4 separate regions of the Mus musculus genome follow, and all the other regions are linked to region 2. A link is a contact called in public HiChIP or PLAC-seq and promoter capture Hi-C data. All regions are on one chromosome and are shown on one strand. Each heading gives the region's core, a stretch centred on a gene start, on an enhancer-like site or on the middle of the called end of the contact. The rest is flanking DNA. Distances are from core to core; before and after follow the strand shown.

Region 1 (3,427 bases), core at 395-2,894, 670 kb before region 2:
CTGGGACTGGAGTTAGGATATTCATGAGCCACCTCAGGGCCCAAACCACGGTCCCTGTGAGAGCAACCAGGGCTCTTAACCACGAAGCCATCTCTCCCTCATCTCTTTCCAACTTTACAGAAATTTATTCAACACCTACGGTTGGGTTGGGTTTCAGATCTGGGACAAGAGTCTGAGATGCACACTTAGCATACCAAAGTGAACCTGGTGCTGCTCCCAGAAGCTCCCAGCATCCCTCCTTCGCTACCTGTTACAGGCACAGCTGGCCCACCCCGCCCTCTGCCCTGAACTTTCCAGCACAGAGGCTGCGCTGCCCCTCCCCCAGAAGCCCCTCCCTACATGATGCAGACATTTTGGTCTCCTCTTGCTCCCTGCCTTCTCCACATTTTCTCTCTCCCTGCGGACTTCCGAATTTTCTCTTTCTCTTCCCCGTCCCCTCTGTCTCCCTCCCTATGGTGACTTCCCTGTCTCATTCCTTGGGACCAGTGAACCCACCCAAGAGCTGCCCCCTCAATAAACCTGCCTTTGTATGATTTAGCTGGGATTGGCTGATTTCATCAGCAGAGAATAATTTATCAACCTACTAAGTGCAAGGTGTTTCTTGTTGTCTCTTGAAATACAATAGTGAAGCCGGGCGTGGTGGTGCATGCCTTTAATCCCAGCAGAGGCAGGTGGATTTCTGAGTTCGAGGCCAGCCTGGTCTACAAAGTGAGTTCCAGGACAGCCAGGGCTACACAGAGAAACCCTATCTCGAAAAAAACACAGACAGACAGACAGACAGACAGACAGAAAGACAGTAGTGAATAAAAACTCTTAGCCCAGTAGGGCAATAATCCAGCTCTCAAGAGGCAGAAGCAGGAGGATCTCTTGCAAGGATCCGTGATTAGCAGAATAATGATACTGGAGACTCAAATAGCTAGCGTGTGCAAAAGCAAAGAGTTTTGTTTTGTTTTTTTATTCTGCAGAAGTCCAGCATGCAGGGGTCTACCATTTACCAAGATGGAGACACCCATGTGAGCGCACAGGCACAATTTAAAGCAGATTAGAATTCCTGGGGGGGGGGGGGATGACCTTTATCTTGATTGGTTGGCTCGATCTCTAGGAGTATGGGTGTCTTTGGGATTGGCTAGGGCTCTGGAGACTTCCCAGAACTGTTGGGGGAGCCTGGAAACTGTTGCTGGGGAGCCTGGAAACTGTTCCTGACTCTTTGCTCTTGCGGTGGTCACGTGGTACGGCGGCTTCCGATGGAGAGGCAGCTTCTGATTGGCTGCCCCGGGCCTGGTATTATTATTATTATTTTTTTTTATTTAGTAACCGACTTGAACAGTCTTGCCCAGGCCTAGAAATTTAGGTCTAGTCTCCACAACTACCAGTTTGAAGCCTGTCATGGAGTCAGCCTGTCTCGGTCCTCTCTGCGTTCCAGGCCAGCCTAGTCTACAGAGCGAGTTCCAGCACAGCCAGGGCTGTTACACAGAGAAATCTTCTCTTGAAAAAAAACACAAAAACAAGAGTCAGGCATGATGGTGGTTGTGTAACTGTCCCTCTGGGATTAAAACATTCCATCCCTCAGGGAGTCAAGCAACAGAAAAATAACTTCAAGAACTCCCTGAAACTGGACAGATTCCCCAAGTCCCTCCCTGCTGCAGGAAGCAGAGCTGAGCTTTACAGACTCAGAGCAGAAGAGCTGTCCTGAAGAGATGTAGTTCAGTGGAGGTACCAGGGAAAGGACTCTCTCCAGCCTGCAGGCTGTCACTCCTGCTGGCTGGGCCTGGATGGTGCCTGAAGGCTGCAGTGGGCTCCTGCTTTCCCAGCTCCTGTGAGCTTTCACTCCTGTTGGATGGTGCCTTTCAGTCATTTCTGCTGCTGTAAGTAGCCCATCACCCACATTCCTGTAAGTAACCCCAATGAAGTTCATTGTTTCACCAAGCTGGACTCTGGTGGTTTCTGTACTTTAGCCTGTCATGGGTTTCCTATCTGGGTGGGTAGAGAGGAGTATGCTGTGTTCCCCAGGAAGAGTTTTTGTCACACAACAGTGACACACATCTTCAATCCCAGTACCTGGGAGGCAGAGGTAGCCAGAACCACTGTGGGTTCAGGACAGCTTGATCTACATAGATAGTACCAGCCTATCGGGACTGTCAAAAAAAAAAAAAAGAAAAAGAAAAGAAAGAAAGAAAAGGAGGAGCTTAGAAGACCAGTTTATGTTGTCTGTTTGTTTAGTTTTAGTTTGGTGGAATCAAGAGAGTCATAAAGACAATAAAAACCAGCTTGGAGATGCTGAAAATGAGGTATCTCTGTGCTAGAGGCAGACATCTTCATCCTTTCCTTATGTGTGTCATACAGAAGGACATCTTCATCCTCTCTGTTTGCATGTCCTCCAAAACCCATAATTTTGAGAATTCTTTACCTTGTGGTTAACTGGTAGGAAGTAGAGCCTACCTTCTGCAATAGAATATGAAAATACCAATGGCTCGATTTCCCAGAATTCCTTGCAGATACAAAGGCCATTGTGTACACTTTGACAATCAGATGTACCACTTTGAAGAGGGAGTTACAACACCAATACCCAAGAACCACAGAGGACCCTTTCCCAGCAGCAGCGACAGTTACAGCAGTAGCTCCGGGTGCCATGGGACCATGCCTGGAATGGTATCACCATCACCTCGGTCCAATGCTCTTGTGCTGGCTGGCAGTCCCTGGTTGCCAAGAGCAGTGTTGGTGTCCTCTCTGGGACAGTTATGCTATGACTTTGGCTATTGTTCCTGGCTGCCTTCCATCCTTGTGTTTGAACTCTTCCTGTGAACTTCTAATATAAATTCATTTCTGCTTAAGTTAGAATCTTTTTTTTTTTTTTAAAGATTTATTTATTTATTATATGAAAGTACACTGTAGTTGTCTTCAGATACACCAGAAGAGAGCATCAGATCTCATTACGGGTGGTTGTGAGCCACCATGTGGTTGCTGGGATTTGAACTTTGGACCTTTGGAAGAGCAGTCGGGTGCTCTTACCCACTGAGCCATCTCACCAGCCCCTTAAGTTAGAATCTTAATAAGTAAGTTGTTTGAGATAAATATTAGTCATCGACAGCTGTTGGTAACACAAGCCTTTAACTCTACTGCTTAGAAGGTCTCAAAAAGCAAATTGGGAAGGAAAGTGTTCTTTTGGCTCACAAGGACCAATCTCAGGCCACCTTTGAAACCCAGGGCAGGAGCCTGAAGGCTGGAACTGAGGCAGAACCTAGAGAGAGGTTACTACTGCCCTGTAGGAGCCACCTCCATTCAAGGCCAGCCTGGATTCTATGAGACCCTAGCTCTTGAAACACAATTTGTCAGCTGTGTTATATAGATCTGAATGAAATCATTCATTTGGGTAGCGAGAATCTGAACCGAGAGGAGAGAGTTTGGATCTAGGGAGGGGGGAGGGAGA
Region 2 (3,433 bases), core at 49-2,548:
GCCAGGGCTACATAGTGAGAACCTATCTTAAAAATAGAAAGTTCTAGGTTTGCTTCTGTCCCAGACCAGCTCAAGGCCAGCCTGAGCAACAGAGCGGTTTGGGTTTTTCGTTTGGTTGTTTTTTTTGTTTGTTTATTTGTTTGTTTTTGAGACAGGGTTTCTCTGTGTAGCCCTGGCTGTCCTGGAACTCACTTTGTAGAGTAGGCTGTCCTCAACTCACAGAGATCCACCTGCTTCTGCCTCCTGAGTGATGAGATTAAAGGCAACAGGCTGCCACCACCAAGCATGTGTGTGTACACCTGCACAAATTTACACATCACACACACACACACACACACACACACACACACACACACATACCACTATACCACCAAGGGGGGGGAGCATTAGCCTAGAATATGCAAACTCTAGGCTCAATATCCAGTTAAAAAGAGAACAAAACCAAGTTTGAGGGCCATGGAGATGGCTTAGCAGGTAAATGTGCTGGCCACCAAGACTGACCACCTTAGCGGGATTCCCCCAGAACCCCTATTGTGAAAGGAGATAGCTAACTCCATCAATTGTTCTCTGGCGTCCACACATACAACATGGCATTTACAACTATGCCTGTGTACACGTTCCGCACATACACATACAAAATAAATTAATTTAAAAAAAAGTCTTCTTAAAGCAGGGAGCAGGGAGGGGGCAGGGGGTAGGGATCTGAGTCTTTCCAACCTTCTGGAGTCCAAGAGGACTCCCTGACCCTACTTCTGTAGAAATGGGGACAGAGCAGAAGGAGTTAATTTAGCACAGGGTTGGGGAGTGGTGCTCTATCCCCTCCTCCCAGTGCAAGCAGAGGTTCTACAGCCTAGGAATGCTAGGCCCAGGCACTGGAAAAAGCTGACCACCGAGGCTTGGTCAGCAGCCACGTCGCGGGTTCCACGACTATGGAGGAGGGGTCTCTAGTCTTCTCCAGCTTTCTGGGGTCTCAGCCAAGGAAATTAGGGGGGGCACTAAGGAGGTCCCGGGCGCGCCTAGCCTGGCCTCCCTCCCGCCAGCCAGCCAGCCGCAGGCGCCCCTTCCAGGGCAGCTCTGGGCACGCAGGGTCCCGCCTTGCTCCGCTCACCCGCAGGCTCACCTGGCTGGGGAAGCGGGACGGGCGGGCCCGGGCGCAGGGCCAGGCCAGGAGCGCGGCGGTGCAGGCCAATGGCCAGTGCCTCCGCAGCCGCCGAACCCTCGCGGTCTCCCTCCTCCTCCAGCCTGGCGGGCCGGCCCAGCTGTGTTCCATTAGCCTCTTGGCAGGCCCCCAGCCCCCTGGAACCGCCCTCTTCCCTCTCCAGGAGCGGCCGGCAGTTCCTGCAAGCAGGCGTGTGAGTGTGCGCGCACGCTGCGCTGCACTCAGTCTAGAGAACTCAGGACGTGGAAAAGCTGGGGTCAGCGCAGACTGGCAGGGAGAGATCGAGGATCCTCCTGTGGGCCGTGGACCCCTGGCCCTGCTTCCCATAGCTGGCAGCCTTAGGGCTGCCAGGATTGCTCAGTGAAGGGCTCCGCGGGCCGTTGGTAAGTGGGCCAGCACTGGGCTGCTTCTCCCTCTGAGCTGAAAGGGCATATTCTGCTACTGACTCGCTATGTGACCTGGGGCAAGTGGCTAGCCCTCTCTGAGGGCCTCAGTGCTCTTTTTCTGCCGTGGGGTGATCTGGAAACTCCATGCTGGTCCTGCTGTCTCTGCCTCCATCTGTGTCTGTGTTGAGGGGGGCGGGGTCTCCTTGGAAGCATCTCTCTAGCTCATCCCTACAAGCCCTTCACTCAATCTGAGGCCTGGGAGTAGGAGCCAGAGTGGTGAACATGTTGAGCCCATCTCTATGTTCACGCCTCCACATGCACCCACATGCTGCTCATAGTCGGCTACCTTTCCACTGGCTGTCAGGAAGGGAAGGTCAGGCTGGGGTTGGAGAGTGGGGGGGATGCACACCCCTAGGATGGGAGATGACTGAGGTGGGGGCACAGATCCATCCCAAGAGTCCAGCCTCATATATATATATATATATACACACACACACACACACACACACACACACACACACACACACACGCATGCGTGAAGGCATCCTTTATTCTGTATCCAGCAATAAGGGAGATAAGTAAGCATGGCACCGTACAAAATCTGACTTGCCTAAGAAAGTACCAACAGAAGAGCCTCCTGGAGGGTGCTCATAGTCTGGCTCTGGACAGGAGCATGTATGTAAACTGGGCTTATCAGTTCTCATGTCTCTTAGCTCGCTTGCCTGCAGCTAGGTTTGATTGCACAGTCCCGGCACCTATGTGCCTATAAGCCTATGTGTATTGTATTGATACACATGGCTTTGTGTGCTCATGATCTGCCTGTCCTAGAAGGGGCCAGATGATATATGACTCTGCTGGCCACTTGCTGAGCCTGCATTGATTTATCTGGGCCCATCCATCAGGGTTTAATAAAACAAAAAGACGAGCATCCATCAGCGGGAGAGGTTGGCAACGGGGTCCTGAGCCCTGGTGACCTGCTCTCCTGCCCCTGTACACACAAGGGGAAGCTTTCTTGGCTCATACACAGCCCTGTGATCTCTGCCAAGAGACTCAGTCCAGTCTTCAGCCCCTGACCTTGTAGGTGCCTGGCAGGGCTAACCTGGGCTCAGCTGAGCACAGCTCTCCAGGTACTGGGCCACTATGCACCAGTGCAGAACACAGCCCTGGGATTCGTGAAACATTTTTGATAAATTGCCTCTGCTCATGGCCCCTTGCTTTCTCTGCCTCTGTGATCTTTTAGAACCCTCTAGACCTCTCCTCAACCCAGCGGCAAGCTCATGACATAGCAGAAGCTGTCTGGGCCTTGCTTCTGTGCTTCAGCTAGGCTTGTGCTCGGGCTGGTGAGTGTCTAGGGCATACCGGTGGTTAAATATTTTCTTTATTACTACTGCCCAGATTCTCACCCCAGGCTTGTGTGGGGCCTCTAAGAGGAACTGACACCAAGCCCTTATCCCTGCAGTCCCTGGTACATGGGTCCCAAGAAGGCTGTCACTTACCCACACTTTTGGGCACTCTGAAGCCCACCCCCCATGTCTCTGGTTGTCAGGTGCCGAGGCTGCAGCTGATCTCTCTGGACCAGCATGTTGACATCCTGGGCTCCCGGCCTGTGGGTGCTCGGGCTCTGGGCCACCTTCAGCCATGGGACAAATATAGGTGAGCTGACACAGGCCTACATCTGACTCCCTGAGATGGTCTTTGCACATACGTGACCATGTATATCTCAGCCATTTGGCATTTATGGGCAAGTGTAGAGGCAGAGCTCAGGTTAGCTCAGGCGGTGTTTACGTACATGAGCCTGTGTGAGTGAGCTGGTGTGTGTGTGTGTGTGTGTGTGTGTGTGTGTCTTGTCTCTGTGTGTCTCTGGTTTTGCAACTTGAGAAGCTCAGTA
Region 3 (3,402 bases), core at 895-3,394, 940 kb before region 2:
CCAGCCCTATCAAAGACATTTAGAGCCCTGCTCCCTAACCCAATCCCAGAAGTTCCAGCTGTCCTTGGTGCCCTGCACTGACAGAGACACACCATGTACTCCCACACCTGAGATTTGTCCCCAGCACAGCAGTGACCACAGGCACTCCTCAGGGCAGCCCTAGGAGGCAGACTCTGTCATCTGAGAGCTATTGGTAGGGTAGAGGTGGAGGGACATATTGGGGGGGGGGCTTCCTTTTTCAGCAAAAACAAGACATGAATAAATGTTTCTTATAAGGTTGCAACAATGTTTCGTGTAAGGTTGCAACAATGTGTAAGATTGCAAGAACCTATATGTAAAGCAAAGAGCAGACCGCCTCCCTGCCCTTCTTCAGGTCCTTACCAACATTACCACTCTGGTGCCCTGCTTCTATTAGGAACAGCTCCCACATCCACAAACATCATCACAGCCACATCTCTTGCAGGATAAAGACCCAAAAATAGAGTTTCTGGGCTACAATTATGAGCCTGTAGCCATTTGCAATAGGGCTAACAGCTGGCTAAGTGACCGCTAAAAGATGCCCATGGACATAACATTTAATGCCCACTAGGGAAGACGCCAGCTAATGGCTTAATGACCTGCCTCCATCTTCCCTTCCATCCATCCTGTCTCCTTATCCTTCGCCATTGCACAATGTCCCCTTCAGAAGTCAGCTGATAAGAAAGCCCACTTACCAACCCGCTGGGAATGACCAGAGCTGCCTGCCTGACCTGCGGTTGTCCTGCCCACAGCACCGGGGCTTCAGCTCCCTCCCCTGCTGCTAGAAGCTGAATGTGCTGATCCAGGTGACACAAGGCACACAGGAGGTGTCACTACAGGTGACACTATAGGCACACAGTCACCAGGCTCTGAGAACCTGTAGACATCAGGACAGCCTCGTCCATGGAGACTATGCTGATGGGCTACAGAACAGATCTGGTACAGAATAGACCAGTTACGCCTGCTGCAAAGACCTCGGTGGTCCAGGGAGGTGCTGTGCTTTGGCCAAGGCAGAATACTTGGCAGAGATGTGGCTGGGAGCGTTCCACCTGTTTATTCACCACTCTGGCTAAATGGTCCTATGTGAGTGTCCAGCTATCTGAACCCAAAGGAGGAGGACAGGACTTGTGTCTGCATCAGGGACACTATCACGAAGCAAGAGTCCATCTAACACTTGATATAACCCAATGCCAACTCGGCAGCCCCCACAATAGACATTCTAGGATCTCTGTGAGTTCAAGACCAGCCTGGTCTATACAGTGAGTTCCAGGACAGTTAGGACTACATAGTACATAGTGAGGCTCTGTCGTGTGTGTGTGTGTGTGTGTGTGTGTGTGTGTGTGTGTGTGTGTGTGTGTGCGCGCGCGCGCCCCTCTGTATGTGTGTGCCTCTGTGTGTGTACCTCTGTGTGTGTGTGAGAGAGAGAGAGAGATGTTTGTGCTGTAGTATGTCAGTGCCATATTCTGCTCCAGTGGAAATCGGAGGACAACTTTCAGGAGTCGGTTCTCTCCTTTCCATGTGGGTCCCAGGGATGGAACTGGGGCTATCAGGCTATCGGGTTATAGGGTTAAGGGACTTTACTGGCTGAGCCATCTCATTGATCCCTACAATTTATTTATTTATCTATCTATTTATTAATTTATTTAATAGCTGCATTTCCTTATATCAGGAAACAAGAATTATTACCCTTGATTTTCCAAGGAGCAAACAGATCACCCCACCACCGCCAAGACCGAAAGGAAAAGCACCTTGCTCAACATGGAAGACCTGACTGAGACCAGGAGGCACCTCCGCCAGAAAAAGGAAGACCCAGCGAGGGAAAGCGATTGTTCTGAAGTCACACAGTAGATTAAAAAAGCAGACCCCTGGTTGCTCCTGCTCACTCCCAGCTTCCATCCTGGCCCATGTGCCCGTGTCTTGTTCACCACCACCACCACCACCATCACCACCATCCGGGGTCGCGCTCACATGCTAACACCACCAGCTCCCAGCACGGCCGATGGAGACCCCTTAGAGCCTCAATGTCCATCGGTGGAATGGGCGTGCGAGGAGGAACGAGGGCGGCCTGGCGCCGGGCGCCTGGCTCAGCAGCAGGGGCGTGGCCGTGACTCAGCCGCACAGTCCCGGGGTCGCCCAGCCGGTCCGACCGGCCTCGGCAACGCGCGCAGGACGCCGGGCTGGGCGACTGAGGGGTGCAGGGAAGGGAGCCGCCAGGAGCCTGCTTGGGCGGGAAGAGGAGCGCAGGCCGCGGAGGAGAAGGATGGAAGCGAGACCCCGCTGAGACCAGCGCGGGGCCACTGGCCGGGATCAACATGTGTCTGCGCATAGGTGAGCTGGGGCAAACGGGAGACCCACTCCTGGGGGGACCCCAACCCGAAGTCAAGCCGCCTGCTTCACCCAACCCTGCTTCACGTACTGGCCTGCTTCAGGTCACTTTCCTCTCAAGCCTAAGTTTCCTTAGAAGCGGGGTGACAAGCGGCTGGGTTTTATTTCCTTTATGCAAGTGCTCTACCACTGAGCTACACACCAGCCTAAACATTTCGAGGCTCAGGGACTAGCCCAGAGCTCAGTACTTAGCTCACTCTAACTTAGAACTTAGAACTCCTTCCGCCACGACCAGCAGCTGGGGGCTCCAGGTTTGTGGCACTGAGGCCCAGCTCTGAGTAAGCCTGGTTTTGGTGGGGCCAGTGGCACCCCCAGCTCCTGGCCCTATTTTCCTTTCTAAGGGGCAAGGCTAGATAGGCTTCGGGATCCGCCGGTAGGGGAAGAGATGCTGAGAGATGAAGAGATGGGGATGTGGATGTAGGGTCCAGGATCCCGGCTCCTTAGCATTACAAAGATGCCATTTCCATACCTTCCTCTCATCCAGCCAAGCTGGAGGGAAAGGCCAGTCAGCCAGCATCTTGACAGAGTAGACTGGTGCGCCCCTCCCCCACGCCCTGGGCAAACTCTGCTGTTTGGGATCTAAGGGGTTCCGTTCCCACTCTCCAGCACACACATCTTTCGAGCCATGCCTATTTCTCCTTGGTAAAATGAAGACCGTTGCACCCACCTCTTGACCAGGATGAAGTTCCGGTCTGCTAATAAACGCTTAGCACTACACCAGCCACTTGCCCAGTGTTCCCAGCATGAGAACGAAGAACCAAAACCAGCCTAGGGCGCTCTGACTAAAGCAAGCAACCCTAGCCTTCTTGTCTGACCAAAGCCTTGGTCCAGAGATGCTGCTGTTTCTTGAGCCCAGCCAAAGCCCAGTAGTGGCTGGCTGATGGGTAGGTGGATGGGGTGGGTGGACAGGGTGGGACCCAGGAGGCCCCTGGAACAAGGCTGCAATTCCTCTTCCTGTTTGGCCAGCTGTTCATCTTCACAAGGCCATTCCAGTTCCTC
Region 4 (3,106 bases), core at 209-2,708, 530 kb after region 2:
CCTTGAGAATGACGCCTGACAGACCAGGTGGCCTTCTGAGGGGCAAAACACCAACACACCAATGTGGGAGGAGAGGAGGTTCTAGCATGGCCCAAGAGGACGATGCTGTGAACAGCAGGCGCCGCAGGGCCGGTGACTCAAGGAAAGGTGAGAGGACAGAGGCCACCAGCACATCTCACTCAAAGCTTCCCACCACCCTGCGCACCTGTGGGGAGGAGCAGGTGCTGGCCGGAAGGCAGATCCAGACCACGGGACCCATAGGAATGAGGCCCCAGGCTCCTCCACAGACCCGATGCTATCAGCAGTTCCTACACAACAGTGTCTTGAGTAGAAGCATAACACAGTTCCAAGGGAGGCAGGAGACCCCCGTCTCTTCTCTATCACCCTCCCAATACATAGGCAAGGACCTCAGCTACTCTTAGCCTCCGGATTCACTCTGTTGCCCTCCAGTTAAAGACCTCATTTTCCCCCAAACTGGGGCCAGCACAGAGCCCCGAGATGCTCTGATTCTTCCCAAGACACTCAAGTGTCCTCATCCAATGGGACCAGGGAACTCTTTACCTGACCCCACCTCACCCGCTGCTGATAGAACAGATGGCTCATGGGACGCTGGAGGACTCGGTGGTCAGACTAAAGAGAACCACAGAGTGAGTCCGGTGCCTGCCAGGTTAGGCTGGCCCGTGATACATCAATTCCTGATCACCCCCCTCAAGGAGGTAGTTCTCCATCCCTGGCCACCCAGTCAGGAGGGTGCTGGGAGGCAGGAAAGCAGCACAAAGGACGGCCGAGGGTTCTCAAAGAGTCTCAGGTCCCACCACCCAAACAAGAAGCAGAAATGGCCAGAGATCTAAAAACATTCCAGAGACATAATACAGGAGCAGAAAGAGACTTTGTGAGAAACGCTCACAGGGGCGGAGCCCAGAGGGATGAGGTACCCACGGAATCAGCGATCTGGAGGGGAACATTCGGGCAGGGACCTCTCCGAGTACACAGACCAGCCTCGGACACACCCCCAGCCCCAAGGGAGCCACAGTCCTGGGGCGCAGCCCCCCAGCGGGAGCCCACGCACCCATTGCGAACCGACGCGTGCAACCCGGGAGCGTTGGACCGTGCGCGCGAGCGCGGGGCTGAGGCGAGGAGCGCACACAAAGGGACAAGCCGGCCCGCGCGGGGCAGACTCCGCCCGGCCACCCCGCACCCCGGGTGGCGCCCACGCACCGCCGCCGCCCCACCCCGCTCCGCGCGGCTCACCAGCTGCAGGCAGCAGAAGGCGACCAGCGTGCAGCGGCCGCTGCACTTGCCCATGGCTCCTCCTCGCGCCGCGCGGGGCCGCGTCGTCTCGATGGCGCCCCGGGGCGGTGGGGCCGGCGACTAGGGCCGGGTCTCCAGAGCCGCGGCCGGCCGGCCGCACCCCAAGTGCATGGTGCGCCCGGTCCGCGCGGGCTCCGCCGCGCCTCCTTTGTCTGCGGCCGGCCGTCGGCACACCTCCCGCCCGCGGCGCCGGCCAGCGCGCAGCGGCCCCCGCAGGCACCGAGCGCGGCGCGGTGCAGCACTGCCCAGCTGGGGCAGCCGCCCGGGCGCTCGGCAGCCGCCGCTTCCCGGCCCACCACGTGGCTCGGCCGCCACCCCGGAGGGAGGCGAGGGAGGGGCGGAAGAGCGAGGGGGCGGGGGAGGGGAGGGGCGTGGAGCGAAGTGGAAGAGTGCGGGTCCTGCGCGCTGGCAGCTCTGGGTCGCGTCCAGACTGCTGTTCCTTAGCCGTGTCACCTTGGGCAGATCACATTACCTCTCTGGACCACCCCCGCCCAGGGGCCTCAGGGGCAAAGTAGGAAAAAAGTCTCTTGGATGCAGTCCTGTAAACCCAACAGTAGCCCTTAGCTTGGCCAGCTGAGGGAGTTGGAGCCACCCTACCCTGGAGTTCCAACTTTGCCCTTTATTTTCATTTGAGTTTTCAGCCCAGCTCGCCAGCCCTCCTGGTTTCCCGGCCACATTTTCTTCTTTCTGTCTTTCCTTCAGAACCTGGTATATCTTGGGTTTATGAAAGCCAGAGTGCGCTTGAAGCGGTCTTCCGTTCTCTTGACTCTTCATAGCTCAGGGACCGGAATAGTCCGGTCCCCAGTTTGGCTTCTCAGAGATCCTCCTGCTTCAGCCTCCCAAATTCCAGATAAACGCGTTTTAAAACACGCAAGACAAGTGGATAGAAAAGCCCTGGATTTGATCCTAGTACTCTCAACAGTGACAAAACAAAAGGCCCCCCAGGTATTCCCAGAATCAACCATCGCACACTAAACACACACACAAGCACATGCACACACGCACACACCACCAAAAAGCAACTGGGATAACAGTGGGGACTCTTCTCAGCCACTGTTAGGGAATGGCAGCTGTGTCCAGCCAGTTTCCATGATTAGCTAGGCTTCCTGGAGTCTGTCCCAGACTCTATACCCAGAGCATAACTTTACGTGGGGACTGGGACCCAGCTTTTATCAAAGTCTCCAAAGAGTCCTGTTTCCCACAAAGGAAGCGCCAGCCCGGTCCCCACTGGATCCCCTGGAGGCTTCGGGTGAGCCCATGTCAGTTCTCTCTTCCATGCTGACAGTGTGCTCAGAAGCCCTCACCGACCCAAGCACTGGACACATGATGCCTCTCTCCTTACAGTGACTGGGTTCTGCTAGGCTCTGACCAGCTCTGCCAGGCTCTTGAATGTCCCAAATGCCACAGACCCAAGGCCTGGCCACCTCACTCCAAGTCTGAGCTACCCTCTGTCCAAGGTCATTTATTTCAATCCTGCCCTACTAAATCCCAGGCTTCCACGCCCTCTGGCCCCTCTCTGCTTTTAGGTTTGTTCTTTATTTATTTATGTTGTATGTCTGTGTTTAGGTTGACACATGCTAGAGCACCCTGTGGCTCTCAGAGGACCATGAGTAGGAGTTAGCTTCCTCTATGTGGGTCCCAGTGATCAAACTCAGGTCTTCAAACTCAGTAGCAAGTGTCTTCACAAAAAGCCATCTCTGAGTCCCAAGGTTGTTCTGCTCTGAGATCCTTATGTGCAGTGCAGTGGACGCTGTTTCATCTTTAGTGTTTTAGTTGAGGCCTCACTCCTTGACCC

What was found. Promoter capture Hi-C pulls out the DNA fragments that hold promoters and counts their contacts. HiChIP or PLAC-seq counts read pairs in DNA pulled down with a chosen protein or histone mark.
Region 1: a contact with region 2 is called in a promoter capture Hi-C map of liver, with 2.7 times the contacts expected there. The contact joins the promoter of C330020E22Rik here to the promoter of Col16a1 in region 2. A contact is called at or near these places in 2 of 39 promoter capture datasets (both in liver).
Region 3: a FOXA1 HiChIP or PLAC-seq map of pancreatic cancer cells shows a contact between it and region 2. The contact joins the promoter of Tmem54 here to the promoter of Col16a1 in region 2. A contact is called at or near these places in 1 of 39 promoter capture datasets (pre-B cells) and 1 of 115 datasets of contacts at active chromatin or transcription factors (pancreatic cancer cells).
Region 4: a promoter capture Hi-C map of liver shows a contact between it and region 2, with 2.8 times the contacts expected there. The contact joins the promoter of Nkain1 here to the promoter of Col16a1 in region 2. A contact is called at or near these places in 5 of 39 promoter capture datasets (cranial neural crest, embryonic stem cells, frontonasal cranial neural crest and 1 more) and 2 of 115 datasets of contacts at active chromatin or transcription factors (embryonic stem cells and pancreatic cancer cells).

What each region holds. Positions count from the first base shown.
Region 1 is chr4:129,381,075-129,384,501 of GRCm38.p6, forward strand. C330020E22Rik (RIKEN cDNA C330020E22 gene) reads left to right here and starts at 1,645. Exons shown (of 3, transcript NR_151530.1): 1 at 1,645-1,891.
Region 2 is chr4:130,046,542-130,049,974 of GRCm38.p6, forward strand. It overlaps Col16a1 (collagen, type XVI, alpha 1), which reads left to right and starts at 1,299. Exons shown (of 70, transcript NM_028266.5): 1 at 1,299-1,542; 2 at 3,092-3,198. The coding sequence starts at 3,126. It overlaps Gm12963 (a long non-coding RNA gene), which reads right to left and starts at 1,881. Exons shown (of 6, transcript XR_003955360.1): 1 at 1,867-1,881; 2 at 1,121-1,385.
Region 3 is chr4:129,103,386-129,106,787 of GRCm38.p6, forward strand. Tmem54 (transmembrane protein 54) reads left to right here and starts at 2,145. Exons shown (of 6, transcript NM_025452.4): 1 at 2,145-2,346. The coding sequence starts at 2,331.
Region 4 is chr4:130,572,578-130,575,683 of GRCm38.p6, forward strand. Nkain1 (Na+/K+ transporting ATPase interacting 1) reads right to left here and starts at 1,459. Exons shown (of 7, transcript NM_025998.4): 1 at 1,252-1,459. The coding sequence starts at 1,305.